Regions from separate parts of the Rattus norvegicus genome. Here region 2 is linked to region 1. The links are chromatin contacts, called in public Hi-C maps. All regions are on one chromosome and are shown on one strand. Each heading gives the region's core, a stretch centred on a gene start, on an enhancer-like site or on the middle of the called end of the contact. The rest is flanking DNA. Distances are from core to core; before and after follow the strand shown. Region 1 has its middle 6.3 kb from the start of Slc20a1. Region 2 has its middle 36 kb from the start of Ckap2l.

The links. Hi-C and Micro-C count contacts between places; a contact is called where the count stands out from the background.
Region 2: a contact with region 1 is called in a Hi-C map of the A7r5 cell line, with 2.8 times the contacts expected there. The contact joins two enhancer-like sites. A contact is called at or near these places in 3 of 12 Hi-C or Micro-C datasets (the A7r5 cell line, Schwann cells and liver) and 1 of 1 datasets of contacts at active chromatin or transcription factors (oligodendrocytes).

What each region holds. Positions count from the first base shown.
Region 1 is chr3:136,871,595-136,878,193 of GRCr8, reverse strand. No RefSeq gene overlaps it. Among named protein-coding and RNA genes, the nearest start is that of Slc20a1, 6.3 kb to the left of the region's middle. Within about 2 kb of position 4,088, at least 11 of the 93 cell types and tissues checked have an H3K27ac peak or open chromatin away from gene starts, as enhancers often do. A contact at or near this core is called in the A7r5 cell line, where this site is marked.
Region 2 is chr3:136,938,701-136,945,299 of GRCr8, reverse strand. No RefSeq gene overlaps it. Among named protein-coding and RNA genes, the nearest start is that of Ckap2l, 36 kb to the left of the region's middle. Within about 2 kb of position 4,274, at least 5 of the 93 cell types and tissues checked have an H3K27ac peak or open chromatin away from gene starts, as enhancers often do. A contact at or near this core is called in the A7r5 cell line, where this site is marked.

The DNA.
Region 1 (6,599 bases), core at 2,839-5,338:
CACCAGAAGAGGACATCAGATTTCACTACAGATGGTTGTGAGCCACCATGTGGTTGCTGGGAATTGAACTCAGGACCTCTGGAAGAGCAGTCAGTGCTCTTAACCGCTGAGCCACTTCTCTAGCCCAAATTCATGGGCTTCTATACTTGGCTATTAGTTTTAATATTTGACCTAGGATCACCTAGGAAGAGAGTCTGGGTGAAGCTTGTCTAGATCGGGTTGACCTGTGAGCAAGTCTGTGGTGGACTGTCTTAGTGTGGAACGCTGAAGTCTGAAAAGTGTGTGGCACCATTCCCTGGTACCATAGTTATGGTTTCTTTTGCTATGATGAAACACCATGACGGAAAAGGAAGTTGGGGAGGAAAGACCTTATTTGGTTCATCACACTTCCACATTGTTTTTCATCATTGAAGGAAGTCAGGACAGGAACTCAAACAAGGGCAGGAACCTGGAGGCAGGAGCTGATGCACAGGTCATAGAGGGGTGCTGTTTATTGGCTTGCTCAGCCTGTTTTCCTAAAGACCCCAGGACCCCCAACCCAGAGATGGCACAATGCACAATGGGCTAGGCCCTCCCCCATCAATCCCTAATTAAGAAATATTTTACAAGCTTACCTGCAGCATGTTGTTAGGAAGGAATTTTCTCAGTTGGGGCTCTCTCCTCTCTGATGATTGTGCACTGTGTCAAGTTGACATAAAATAAGGCAGCATACCTGGTTTGGGTCCCTGAACTATACAAGAATAAGGGGCTGGAGAGATGGCTCCGGTGTACTTATTCTTTCAGAGGACCCAGTTTGTTTTCCAGCACCCACAGGATAGATGGCTCCCAGTCGTCTATAACTCCAGTTTCAGGAGATCTAACACCCTCTTTTGACCTCTGCATGTAGTTGTGTGCACATGATGCATAGACATAACATTTAGGCAAACAGACACATCAAATAAAAGTTAATGTTAGAGAGTGGAGAAAGCTAGCCTAACACTAAGAATGCACACATTCACATGAGTACAGTATGACTTGTTCCAACCGTCTGTCATCTTGGCCTACCCCAGAGTGATGGTTATAACCTGGAATTAATTGTAGGCTAAAAGCCTTGCTTCCCTAAGTTGCTTCCTGTGAGAGTATTTTATTACAGCAGTAGAATGGAACTGTGAGGAACCCTAACTACTCCATGAACGGCACTAGTTCCATTACTCTCTCTACACTAGGGAAAGTAGTCAGAGAGCCTGGGGAGTTTAACCCGTGTTAAAATGGAGGCTGCGGTGCAAACACGCTCGGGTTTTGGGGAGCTTACTAATCAGTAGTTAAAACGATCTGAAGCCAGATTGCTTGCTCTGTAGTTCTCTAGTCTCCTGACACAGTGCAAATGCCAGCCTTCGGCTAGGTACTTCAGCTTTAAAGAGAAAAAGAGGATGGGTCCCGGCTTCACAGGGCTGTTGGGAGGAGAAGATGATCAGTGTAAGGCTCCCCTAAAGGGTATTAGTACATCAAACACTCATTTTCTTTATTCAATAACTAGTTGAGAGCAGAGACCCTGCACCGTCTTCCTTTCTCCAGCCATGAGGGCCAAGTTGTTTTAAACTTCTTGCTGCAGAAGAGTGACCAAGCAAATCGGCTGCTGCCAGGGGGCAGTGTCAACCATGAGATCCATGGCATGTGAATGTCTGGTTTTTGGGTTTGTTTTTTTTTTTTTTTTTTGGTTCTTTTTTTCGGAGCTGGGGACCGAACCCAGGGCCTTGCGCTTCCTAGGTAAGCGCTCTACCACTGAGCTGAATCCCCAGCCCCCTGGTTTTTTTTTAAAGTGTTTATTTTTAATCTCTAAATATGTATATGTGGGTGGGTATGCGCACTTGAATGCAGGAGCCTGTGGAGGCTAGAGGCACTGAATGCTCTTAGAACTGAAGCTACAGACAGTTGTGAGCTGCCCAGTATAGGTGCTAGGAATCAAACTCAGGTCCTCTAAGAACAGTATGGTCTCTTAACCATACTCACTTATTCGCAGTACCTGGGATAGAACCCAGGACTTGCATAGCTAGGCAAAGCACTCTACTGCTAAGCCAAACTTCAGCACCCTACCCACAGGATCTTTAATAAGTTAGTCACTGCCACTGAGCCATGAGGCTGAGACATGCCCCCAACCCCATACCTTGACCTTCAGAGGTCAGAGAAAAAAACAGCCTGCCTGGCACAGTAGTACCCAAAGCTAGGTTCTGTGCAACAAGGTCCTCCATGGCTACAAAATTCCAAACAAAAACAAGGAGACAATACCACATATGGTTATTCTGAGCTCAGGGAGACTTTAACAGTCAAGGAAATGTATCTACAGCTACCATTCAATGCACATGAGTGTACATCCTGGAAAAAGGCTTTTGGGGAGAGAGGAAACTCAAACGGATATGGGAACATTCACCATGCAGCCAGGAACAAGGGCAGTTGCCAAGGCCACCCATAGGACATGAAGGGATCAGCAAAAGAGAACATCTCTGGAAGAGAAGGTACTCCTTAAGGGAGAACGAGCTGCTCCACAGTCCCTTCCCTGTCCCCAATTAAAAGAGAGAATTACATGCTTACTCTGTGCCAGGCTCTGTTTCCTGTCCTTTGCACATAACCCATGCAAAGTATCGTGAATATTTTCATCTTTTTTACAAAGGAACTGAGGCACAGAGCATGAAGTACTTTGTCCCCAGAATGCCAGGAAGCCTAGAGGCAAGTTAGGTGGATTGGGCTGTTAACTCTTATTTGCACTTGCGACATTTATCTCTCTCTTCTACCTGGCTCTTTCATTTACAGCCTGTATTTTACGCTTTCTCAAGTCCTATTGGAATAGGAAAAACTTATCTCCAAGATTGGCCCCAGAATTCCTAGAATTAAGAAGAGGCTGGACACTGGTGTGCATGCCCACTCTAGAGTAAAGTTGGGCCTTGACCTTGCCTTGGAGTTGCTGAAAACCCTGTTCTCTTTAAGTCTTCTTGGAAAATAAAACCTGTCTTGCAAGACAAAACCTTCCCGTGGGGCTGGGGCAATGGTTCAGTGACTAAGGGCACTTGCTGTAGAAGCAGGGGACCTGAGTTTGAATCCCCAGTACCCATGTAAAACAACAGACATGGTCACACGTGTCTATATCCATAACCCTGAGGGAACGGGGGACAGAGAGGGAGCCTTAGAGTTCCATAATCAACCAACCTAACCTGAATAGCAAACTTCCAATTAAATGAAAGGCCCTGCTCAAGCCAGGAGGATAGAGTCAATAGAAGAAAACAGTTAATATCCTCCTCTGGCCTCAACACAGACACAGACACAGACACAGACACAGACAGACCAACCCACCAACAGTCACTTGGGATACAGAAACAGGAAAATCATGAGTTCTAGGCCAGCCTGGGCTATACAGAAAGGAGACTGTGCCCATCACTTCCCCGTCTGCTTTGTATGCATCTCTCCATCTCCAGACAAGTTCGCATCTCCCTAACCCCCATCGCACAGACAATCAGACCATCAGTGTCTATGTGACTCCATCCACATTAGATTCCAGGGAGCTTGGAACCTGAAGCACAGGCAGAGTGCTTTCAAATACCCAGTCACCTGATCTCTGATGTGGAGAGCAGAGCTGAGGTAGAGCTCAGGCCAGCATCCTGAAGCATGAACAGCTAGCTGCACTTTGTTGGGCCAGGGAAAGTAGAGCTCCATTTCACTGTCGACACAGGAGTTGGCCCCCACCCACTCCAGACTTGTTGTGCTTCCTTCCTGACTACTCATCATGTGGTTGCTCCCCCTTGGCTTGTCTTCACACACGTGGGTGTGATGTGGCCGAGGCTCCAGACAGTGGGAAAGGAGCACAGCTCTTCGACATCCTGAAATGGTCCAAGTGTCCTGGCTCTCCTTCCAGCCAACCTCAGGACCACACAGCATTCTCGGATCACTTCTTGAGAAGGTCTTCAGACGTCAGAGGTCTCGCTCGAGGAGACTCGGACTGAGACTGCCTATTTTCTCCAGTGCTCTTCAGCCGAGGTGAGAGGATTGCTGGAACCCATGTAATGGAGAGTCTGCTCATTGTCCCCACGCCCCGGGACATACGGTTTTAGCCTGAGAAAATGAGGGGGTGGCAAGACATGAGTCATCCACAGAGTCCTATCCAGGAGGAGAGAGGCAGCTTTGGGCTCAGCATGGCTTCCCATAGCTCTTCAATCATTCACCAAGCATCCTGCTGCGGATCTCCATCCACAAGGTTGACCAACCTGCGTCCTTACAAAACACAAACTCCTTCCTTGTACTTTGAACACCAACCATGAGCACAACAGCAGAGCCACCAGTCAACCTCCTACACTTGTCACACTCTGCCCCTGCCAGGCCTGCCACTTCTCTACCTGGCCCACATGCCTTTCCTCCGTGTACACAAGGATTTATCAGTGACCCTGATTTATCATTCATTCAGCAAACACTTCCAGGACATGAGAGATTATGCCAGGCCACTTGTCCCCCAGGCCACCGTACTACAGAAGGGTACCCCTTTTACTAGCATTCCCCCTACAAATCAGGACTATTCATTCCTTTGATCCCTTCACCTAAAGAGGGCCCTGTAAGAACAGCCCAATAATGCCAGTCTTGGGGCTGGGTAAGGGGAATTTTTTTTTTAAAGATTTATTTATTATATATAAGTACACTGTAGCTGTCTTAGTTCACACCAGAAGAGGACATCAGATCCCATTACAGATGGTTATGAGCCACCATGTGGTTGCTGGGATTTGAACTCAGGACCTCTGGAAGAGCAGTCAGTGCTCTTAACCACTGAGCCATCTCTCCAGCCCCGGGTAAGGGGAATTTTATCATAGCTTTACTAGTTTTTTTATTTAAGATTAAGATTTATTTATTTATTATGTATATAGCATTCTGCCTGCATATATGCCTGCAGACCAGAAAAGGGGACAGTTATGAGCCACCATGTGGTTGCTGGGAATTGAACTCAGGTCCTCTGGAAGAGCAGTGAGTGCTCTTAACCACTGAGCCATCTCTCCGGCCTCCAGCTTTATAAGTTTCTAGTAAGTGTTTGGGGGCCCAAGAGGTGCTTCAGGCTGGGGATAATGGTGTACACATGTAATTCCAGTACTCAGGAAGTAACAGCAGGAGGACTGAGATTGAGGTCATCTCAATTCTTAGCCAGTTCAATACCGTGCCGAGTTACATAGCAAAACCATGTACAAACAAACAAAAAAGCCATACTAATGTAACATGGTAGATGGAAGCCCTGTGTTAGTTTAGATCCCTAACAGGGGGAAGGCGTAAAGAAAGGAGGGGAAAAGAAAAGAGGAGGGAGAGAGACAGAGAATGAGATTTGATTTGAGCTGTTGGGGGACACTCAGGTTATGAGCAAAACTTTGTCTTTATTTTTGTTGGAGAAATGTATTTCCAGTGTGATGGAGGCTAAAAGGTCTTGTCTTCTGCCTGTAGCCTGGTTCCTCAAAGCATGGTCATAGATCTGTGACAAGGGAACATGCCACAAGCCCACCCCAGACCTCCTCTAGAACCAGACTGCATTTGTGGAGGGGAGCACTGAGGATTAGTCCAAGGGCCTTGTGCATACATACTAAGCATGCACTCAGCCACTGTGCAGTAACCCTAGCCCCTGGAACAGCCAACAAGCTCCCCATGGGATTCTCCGGGGAAGCAATTACAAGAATAATGATTCTTGTTCACTGGTGAATTTAGAAACAGTATGTTTACAGATTCTTTTCCAGTCAGAGGCTGAAAGCCACCACCACTTTTTTCTATATTCAGTCCCATTTTCCTGAGTTCCTGCTATTGTACTCCCACATAAGCTTTGAGGTTAGAGTATCTTTTTCTTTTTCTTTTTTTTTTTTTTTTTGGAGCTGGGGACCGAACCCAGGGCCTTGCGTTTACTAGGCAAGCGCTCTACCACTGAGCTAAATCCCCAACCCCGAGGTTAGACTATCTGAAATTAGAATCTTTGCCAGTTATTTGCCTGCCATGACTTTCGGCAAGTTGTTTCACCTACCTGAGCCTTCCTTCTAGTTCATCAAGTGGAGGTAATAGCATTGTTTCAAGGCTACAAGTAAAGTCTTTGCCGATGTAGCTTGCATCTGGGAAGCACTCATTTGCATCCTGATTGGATCTGAATGTCCCCAGATTTTAGTTTGTGAGACAAAGTCTCTCGTGACTATCAGGCTGGCTTCAGACTCTACTCGATCTGTAGCCAAGGATGATCTTGAACTCTGTACCCAGTGATGGGCTAGGAACCTATCTCAGAGCTGAAAGGATTCTAGGCAAACCCTCTACTAATTGAGCTACGTCTCCCAGGTCCATTTGTTTGTTTGTTGTTTGTGTTTATCTATTTATTATATACACAGTGATATATATATATCACATATGATATATATATCTATAACAGATATATATAGAGAGAGATATATATGAATGAGTGAATGTCAGAAGAGAGCATCAGATCTCATTATAGATGGTTGTACGCCACCATATGGCTGCTGGGAATTGAACTCAGGACTTCTGGAAGAAAAATCAGTGCTCTCAAACTCTGAGCCATCTCTCCTGTCCTGTTTGTTTTTGAACCATAGTCTTGTTAGTAGTCCAGG
Region 2 (6,599 bases), core at 3,025-5,524, 67 kb before region 1:
GACAGTTGGCACACAGTGTTCACACACTCCATCTGCTCACGCCCAGGAGGACATTATAACAGGCACGCCCCACAAGTGTCAGGTCCCTCATGACAACAGGGGTCTCCGCTGCTTGACCCTTGGCATCTAAAGACTCTCACTCAGGAGAGTACATGCTGAACCCTCTCCTGCAGAGCACAGTGGATGTGTTTGGATGATGGACCAACCAACAGCTGTCTGTAAAGGGTGACTGCAAGACACCAACCATTAGCTGTTGAGCAGATTCTGTGACCCTAAAACCCAAATGTCCCTAATTTTGAAAACAAAATCCCAAGACGAACCTGAATTTATAAACAATATCATTATATCCATAATTTTAAAAACCAACATAATTCCCTAATCAAAATCAAGCAGGGAAATTAAAGTGAAAGCAATTTAGAGTTGTATGTATTTCTATATAAATATGGATTAGTGTACTTGGAAACAAAATGTCTGTGAATTTCCCAGTGCCTCTGTGTGGGTCACTACTGCTCTCCCCCGCAGTAGCCACAAGCCACAGAGTTTCTCAGCCACAGTGAAACAGCTCCTCCCAGCTCTGCTACAAAAAGCAAAGCCCACCTCATCCCAGTCCCTCCCCTTCTGACTGTGGAGGAGGAATCAGAAGGCAGGGTCCAGGCTAGCCCATTCTTATTCCACAAGCAAATCATGAGGCATCTGTTGGAATGAACATGGATGTAGATGAATCCCTGACGCTTCTGAGATATGCAGCAGTCACACACACACACACACACACACACACACACACACACACACACAGTGTGCTTGGTTCCTGGCCACATACGCTGTAGAAGGAGCCCACAGAGTGCACAGAGCAAGAAAGGTTCTGGAAGCTTCCTTTCCTCAAAATCCCCAGGGTCAAGAGGTCAAATTTCTTTCATTGTTCCCCCTTGTCACTCAGACCTGTCCTTCCTTCCCTTGCCTTATGGAATGACACCAAACAAATGTTGCTGGGCTTCTCAATCTTGCCAAGCACGCTCTGTCACTGCCCATCAAAGAGAGGCAGTACAGTGCAGGTGACACAGCATTTCCTGCAGCCCTGGAGATACTCAGTAGTCAGTCCCCTCTTGATCTGGGGCATGTGAGAATGGAGGGGAAAGCAGGTGTCAGGGAAACCCCCAAATCTACGCAACCTAGGTTTCTATGTTACAGGATAAATTAAGGGGGTTCATCAGGTTTCTATGTTATAGGATAAAATAAGGGGTTCATCCGGTGAACCGACAAGCTCCAGGAAGCCTCCCATGGAAGGTCCCCATTGACCCTTCCCTGTGTGATCACAACCATCGTACTCCCTGAGCTTAACCCAAGAGCATCCTAGGGTCTCCCAGGGGAAAACCAGCCACAGCCCTTTGTGAATCGTCTCCTGCTTGGTCCCCAGAAGACACTGGATGCTTGCTAAGGGAAGGGCCGTGCTTCCTCCTTTACTCAGGCACTGTCCCCAGAGAGCAGGACCTCACTAAAACAGGGGTTAAGGTTGGACAGAATGCCCTCATTGGCAGCACCTTCTCTATACAATCCGAACTCCTGTTTGTTTGTTTGTTTGTTTTTGCTCTTGTGTTTGTTTTTAAGAGTCATGAGTGAGCATCTGGAAGATTTTGACCCCACAGTGTCTGGAAGCTGGTTAATGGACCTAAGGACCTAGCAAAGTTCTGAGGGGCTAAGGAACCCATGAGACCTACTTGGGTGGAGAGTCAGGACTGCTCAGAGACATGCAGCAGAGAGTCGCCAGCTCAGGGACTGCACGAAATAGCAAGCTGAGTGCGAAGTGAAGAAGTTGAGGCTGGTGGTGGTTTGGAGGTCTGCAGAGTGCATCAGCTGGCTGGAGAGGAGGGTCTGGAGGAAGCTACAGTAGAAGGCTGCCCCTGATGATGTAGCACCAGTCCAGCTCCCCAGCTACCCTCTGGCCAGAGGGAAACATGATGGATATAGATCCCAGCCCAGTGGAAAAGGAGAGGAAGCCAGAGGGGGAAGGATGGAGGGGGCACACCCATGGGCTGTGTGTGTACGCCTGTGTGAGAGGACAGACCTCTGAGGCTGTGCTCAGTGTGTTAGGAGAAAAGACTTCAGGGAGGCGCAGAGTGAGCATGACCCCCAAGAGGGTTCAATGTCGGATCCACAACAGATCCTCCTGCATCACCTGTGCCACTGAGCATGCACCCTGAGGGTGACCCCCTGATGGGGACAAGCCAGTCCTGCCAGTGTTCAAACCCTCTAGGGACTGAGGCTCATGTCCACCTGCAGGAAAGAAGCTACTTCTTTTAAAACCACAGACTACATACGAGTAGTTTGGGTCTTTGGGAGTGATTGACTGGTTGGTTGGTTGGTTGGTTGGTTGGTGGGTTGGCTGGCTGGCTGGCTGGCTGGCTGGCTGGCTGGCTGGCTGGTTGGTTGGTTGGTTGGTTGGTTGGTTGGTTGGTTGGTTGGTTGGTTGGTTGGTTTGTTGGTGGGTTGGTTGGATGGTTGGTTGGTTGGTTGGTTGGTTGGTTGGTTGGTTGGTGGGTTGGTTGGATGGTTGGTTGGTTGGTTGGTTGGTTGGCTAGCTGGTTGGTTGGTTGGTTGGTTGGTTGGTTGGTTGGTTGGTGGGTGGGTGGGTTGGTGGGTTGATTGGATGGTGGGTTGGTTGGTTGGTTGATTGGTTGGTTGGTTGGTTAGATGGTTAGATGGTTGGTTGGTTGGTTGGTTGGTTGGTTGGTTGGTTGGTTGGTGGGTTGGTTGGTTGGTTGGTTTCTTTAGGGGTTTTGTTTTGGGACAGGATCTTGATTAAGTAGCCCAGGCTAGCTTAGAACTTGCAATTCTTCTGCCTCGGCACCCCATGACAGGATCCCAGGCAAGTGCATCATAGCCAGCGCTCGTTCTATAGTTTTTATTTTCAGTGCTGGGCTAGTCCCCAGGACCTCGTACATGCTGGACAAACACCATGTGTGGAGCTTTAGAGACAGCATACCTCTCCACTTTGCCCAGGCTCTGACCCTGCCTTCCCCCAGTGTAACCTGCCTGACAGCCATGGCTGAACACAGCAGAGGACTAGGCAAGGCCCACGTACCCAGACCTACAGTCACTGCCCTGGGCCCCTCCAAATCCCGTTTTCAGACTATGGAGAGCTGGCTCTAACCAGTTTTCCTGTCTCTAGACCTCAGCCTCCTCATCTGTAAAACTGTGAGATCCTGCCAGCCTACCTGACCAGACCAAGGGACCACTCAGATGGCTACATTCTAGCTGCCTTAATCTTTAAAAGTCTCTGCCAGGATCCAGCTGAACCCAAGATTGCCATATTTTTCTGTAACTCTCGACCTGAATGGTCTGCTGGAATCTCCCAGGTTCACTGTTCAGTACGCCACAGGGAGATGTTTTATTTTCTTTCTTCCCAAGACCCATCAGGTCGCTGACCCAGAATCCCATCTTCTCAGGCTCCTTTTCCAATGATCCCAGACACCCATCACAGTTATGTAGTCAGCCGCATGAAGCCCAGCCCAGCAATCAAGCATGCCTGGGGCGTATTCATGGTGAGGACTGAGGGGCCAGAGAGAGACAAGTCCCAGAAACAGGGTTGTTTGCATGCTACTGTCATTTAGAAGAGTGGCCAGCAGAGGGTGCTGTAGGACAAGGACAGGAGGCACTTAAGCAAAGCAAGGGAAAATCAAATGGTTGGGCATAAATGGAGACAAATTAGATCTAGACAGGCTAGAAAAGGCTCGCTCATCTCCTCTCTGGTTTACCCCTTTTCACCCGCCACATAGCACTTAACATCTCTTTCTTAGTGGAGTTGATGTTTGTAGCCCATAACGGCTCCAAATCTCCAGCACTCCAAAAATAGCAACACGTTCCAGGAGAGGAGAGAGTATAACCTTCCTCAGACCTATATGGGAAGGGGACACAGAGCAGTAGGAATACACTGCATGAGAAGTGGGAGCCAGAGGGAGGAGGGTATGGAGGGGCACACCCGTGGACCGTGTGTGCACCTGTGTGAGAGGACAGGTTGTGCCCAGCGATTTAGGAGGAAAGGTTTTAGGGAGGCATAGACTGAGCAAAAGTGAGCCCCAAGAGGCTTCAGTGGGTTCTCTAGGGAAGATTGATCCAAAATACTCCCTCTTGCTTTCCATGCACCAAGACCCAGCCCTCATCCCTCATCCCGACCTCCCTCAGGAAAGTTGGCACTCTTGTTGGTACAGATCAGATGTGTGTGTAGCCTCTCCAGATGCTCTGACTACTCTGAAGAACAGGATCAGGAGATGGCAGTGGTGAGTAGCATTGAGTTACCCACTGTCCCTCATCCCTTTTGTCTGCCAGCCCCAGCCAGAGGACTCTGAACCCCAGCCACAACATCCATCCATCACCCCCTTAGGTCAGATAAGACTAAACCCAGAGCAGAGAGGACACACAAGGGCTGTGTGTGACAAAGGCAGCCAGAGAGTCAGGTGGCCAGCCTTCCAAAAGTCACGAGTCGGTGACTCAGACCCATCAGAGCTAACAGCACACCTGGAATTGTTTGAGCTCTAAGCAAGCGAGCCCTGCTCTCTCGTGGCTGAGAAAGTATGTCCTCCACACACTAAGTCCTCGGGGCAGGTGGGGAGGGTGGGAGAGAAAAGCCACTCTGGGAATCACTTGAGGACCTCAAGTCAGAAAATGGGGACCTTAGTCCCAGCTTGATCCCTATCACCTGTGTGATTTTGGACAAACTTCTTAAGTGTTCCAGGTCTCTGCTTCCTTGTATAGAACAATAGATCTCCATAGGTCACATAGTAGTTGAGATTCCCTTCCAGAAGACAGAAGCATGGCAGCCCTCCTGAATCTCCCTTCCCTTTCACCAAGATGCTCAGCTCCCAAGGCAGCTCAGGAACTCCCAGGCAAGTACTCCAGTCCTGCCACCTCCCAAATTGGCAATGTCCCCAAATATGTGGTCCCCAGTATAAAGAATGCCCTGTCATCAACACACAGGCGTGCATGCGAGCACACACACACACACACACACACACACACACACACACACACACACACCTCACAAACACAGAAACAAACTGAGAGACTCACTTACCACATCTGATGAGTCTGCCTCAGCAAAGAAAGACGAATGCTCACTCACCATTCTGCCCTGGGGTGGAAGCCATGAGGTGTTGACGGCACAGGCGGTAGCAGAAGCTGGTTTCTCTGGAGAGACAGCACAGGACCGGTGGGGACCTGTGTAGGCACCCACAGGGAGCTTTCTGGAGTCATTGAGGGGCCGAGGGAGCCCTGGCCAAGAGAACCATGCCTTCCCTGGTTAGAGATGGCTGGGAGGTCTGTGTGGTAGGACTAGTATGGCACTGAAGGAGGAAGGATGTCACAAGGCCCTTAAGTAGTCTTCTGGATCCCTGTCTCCAGGGGCAGACAAGCTAGTACAGCCAGCAGCAGCCATAGGTGAGGTAAAATCTAAGGGCGGGAAGCCTCCTGTCCATGAAACACAAGCCGTCAACAACTGCCATTACTATGTTGACCTGCCTCAGGACTGTGTCTCTTCTAAAGGAAAGGGGGGGTGGGCTTTTGTGTGTTTACCACAATCAGGTCAAAGTAGGACCTCCAGATTATGGGCCTCCACCTGTGGAACAGGGTGCAGAAACGTGAAAGTATAAATGGGCATACACAGTCCATGAAGTGAGCCTGCTGCCCGTCCACCTAATGAGAATCTAATGAGACATCCCCGGGCCCAGCAACCAGGAGATTTCTATCCACAGCACCCCCAGTCAAGCCAGACAGGAAATAACCAACGGTGATTGGGGGAAGATGGAGGGTTTCCTTCATGTGAACTCTCAGGCTAGCTTCCAGGGCTGCTCACAGTGAAGAGGCCCAAGGACGTGGAACAGGACCACAGTCACCACCCAGCCAGCAAAACTGATCATGCCCATAGCTCAAGGCGTGTTTTGTGATCTCCTACACCTGCCAGACACTTAGCTTACTCTCCCAAGTTCCCCCCAAAAAATATTACTGTCTCTTAACAGGCCTTTGAGGAAGACGTAAGTGGTCCTGCCCCACCCACTCAGACTCCAGAGAGGCCTACCTGTGGGAATGACGATTCATACACCTCTTTCTCACACAAAGCTCGGACTAAGAGAGGCTGGCCCTCCTACTCTATCCACAAACATACTCCTGTACCCCAACTCTTCAATCCCAAGACACAGCAAACAGGTAAGTTGTGATGGTCGGGGAGGGAAAGGGCAGGGATCAAAGGGATCATAGCTAGGCCAGGCCAGAGGGCATCCAGTCTCTGCCCTCACTACACATCCCCTATTGTAGGCTCTCATACACAAGATGGTTGGAAAATTGGGGTTGAAAGGCCAAGAAATAAGAACCCAAGATGCTGGGTGATGGGGGTAAGAAGGCCTTTGTTCTTCCCGTCCGAATCTCTCAGTGGCCCCTGGGGCCATAAAGAAAACCAGGGCCCCTCCCCTCTGCACACACACACTCACGTCAGAACAGTTGTAGTGTGTTGGTGACCGCAAGCACTTTCCCAACTTCAATCCTACCCAGCAAGATGGGGATGCATGGCTGGGGCAAAGCACTGATTTCCCAACCTCCCAGCTCTGGGCTCC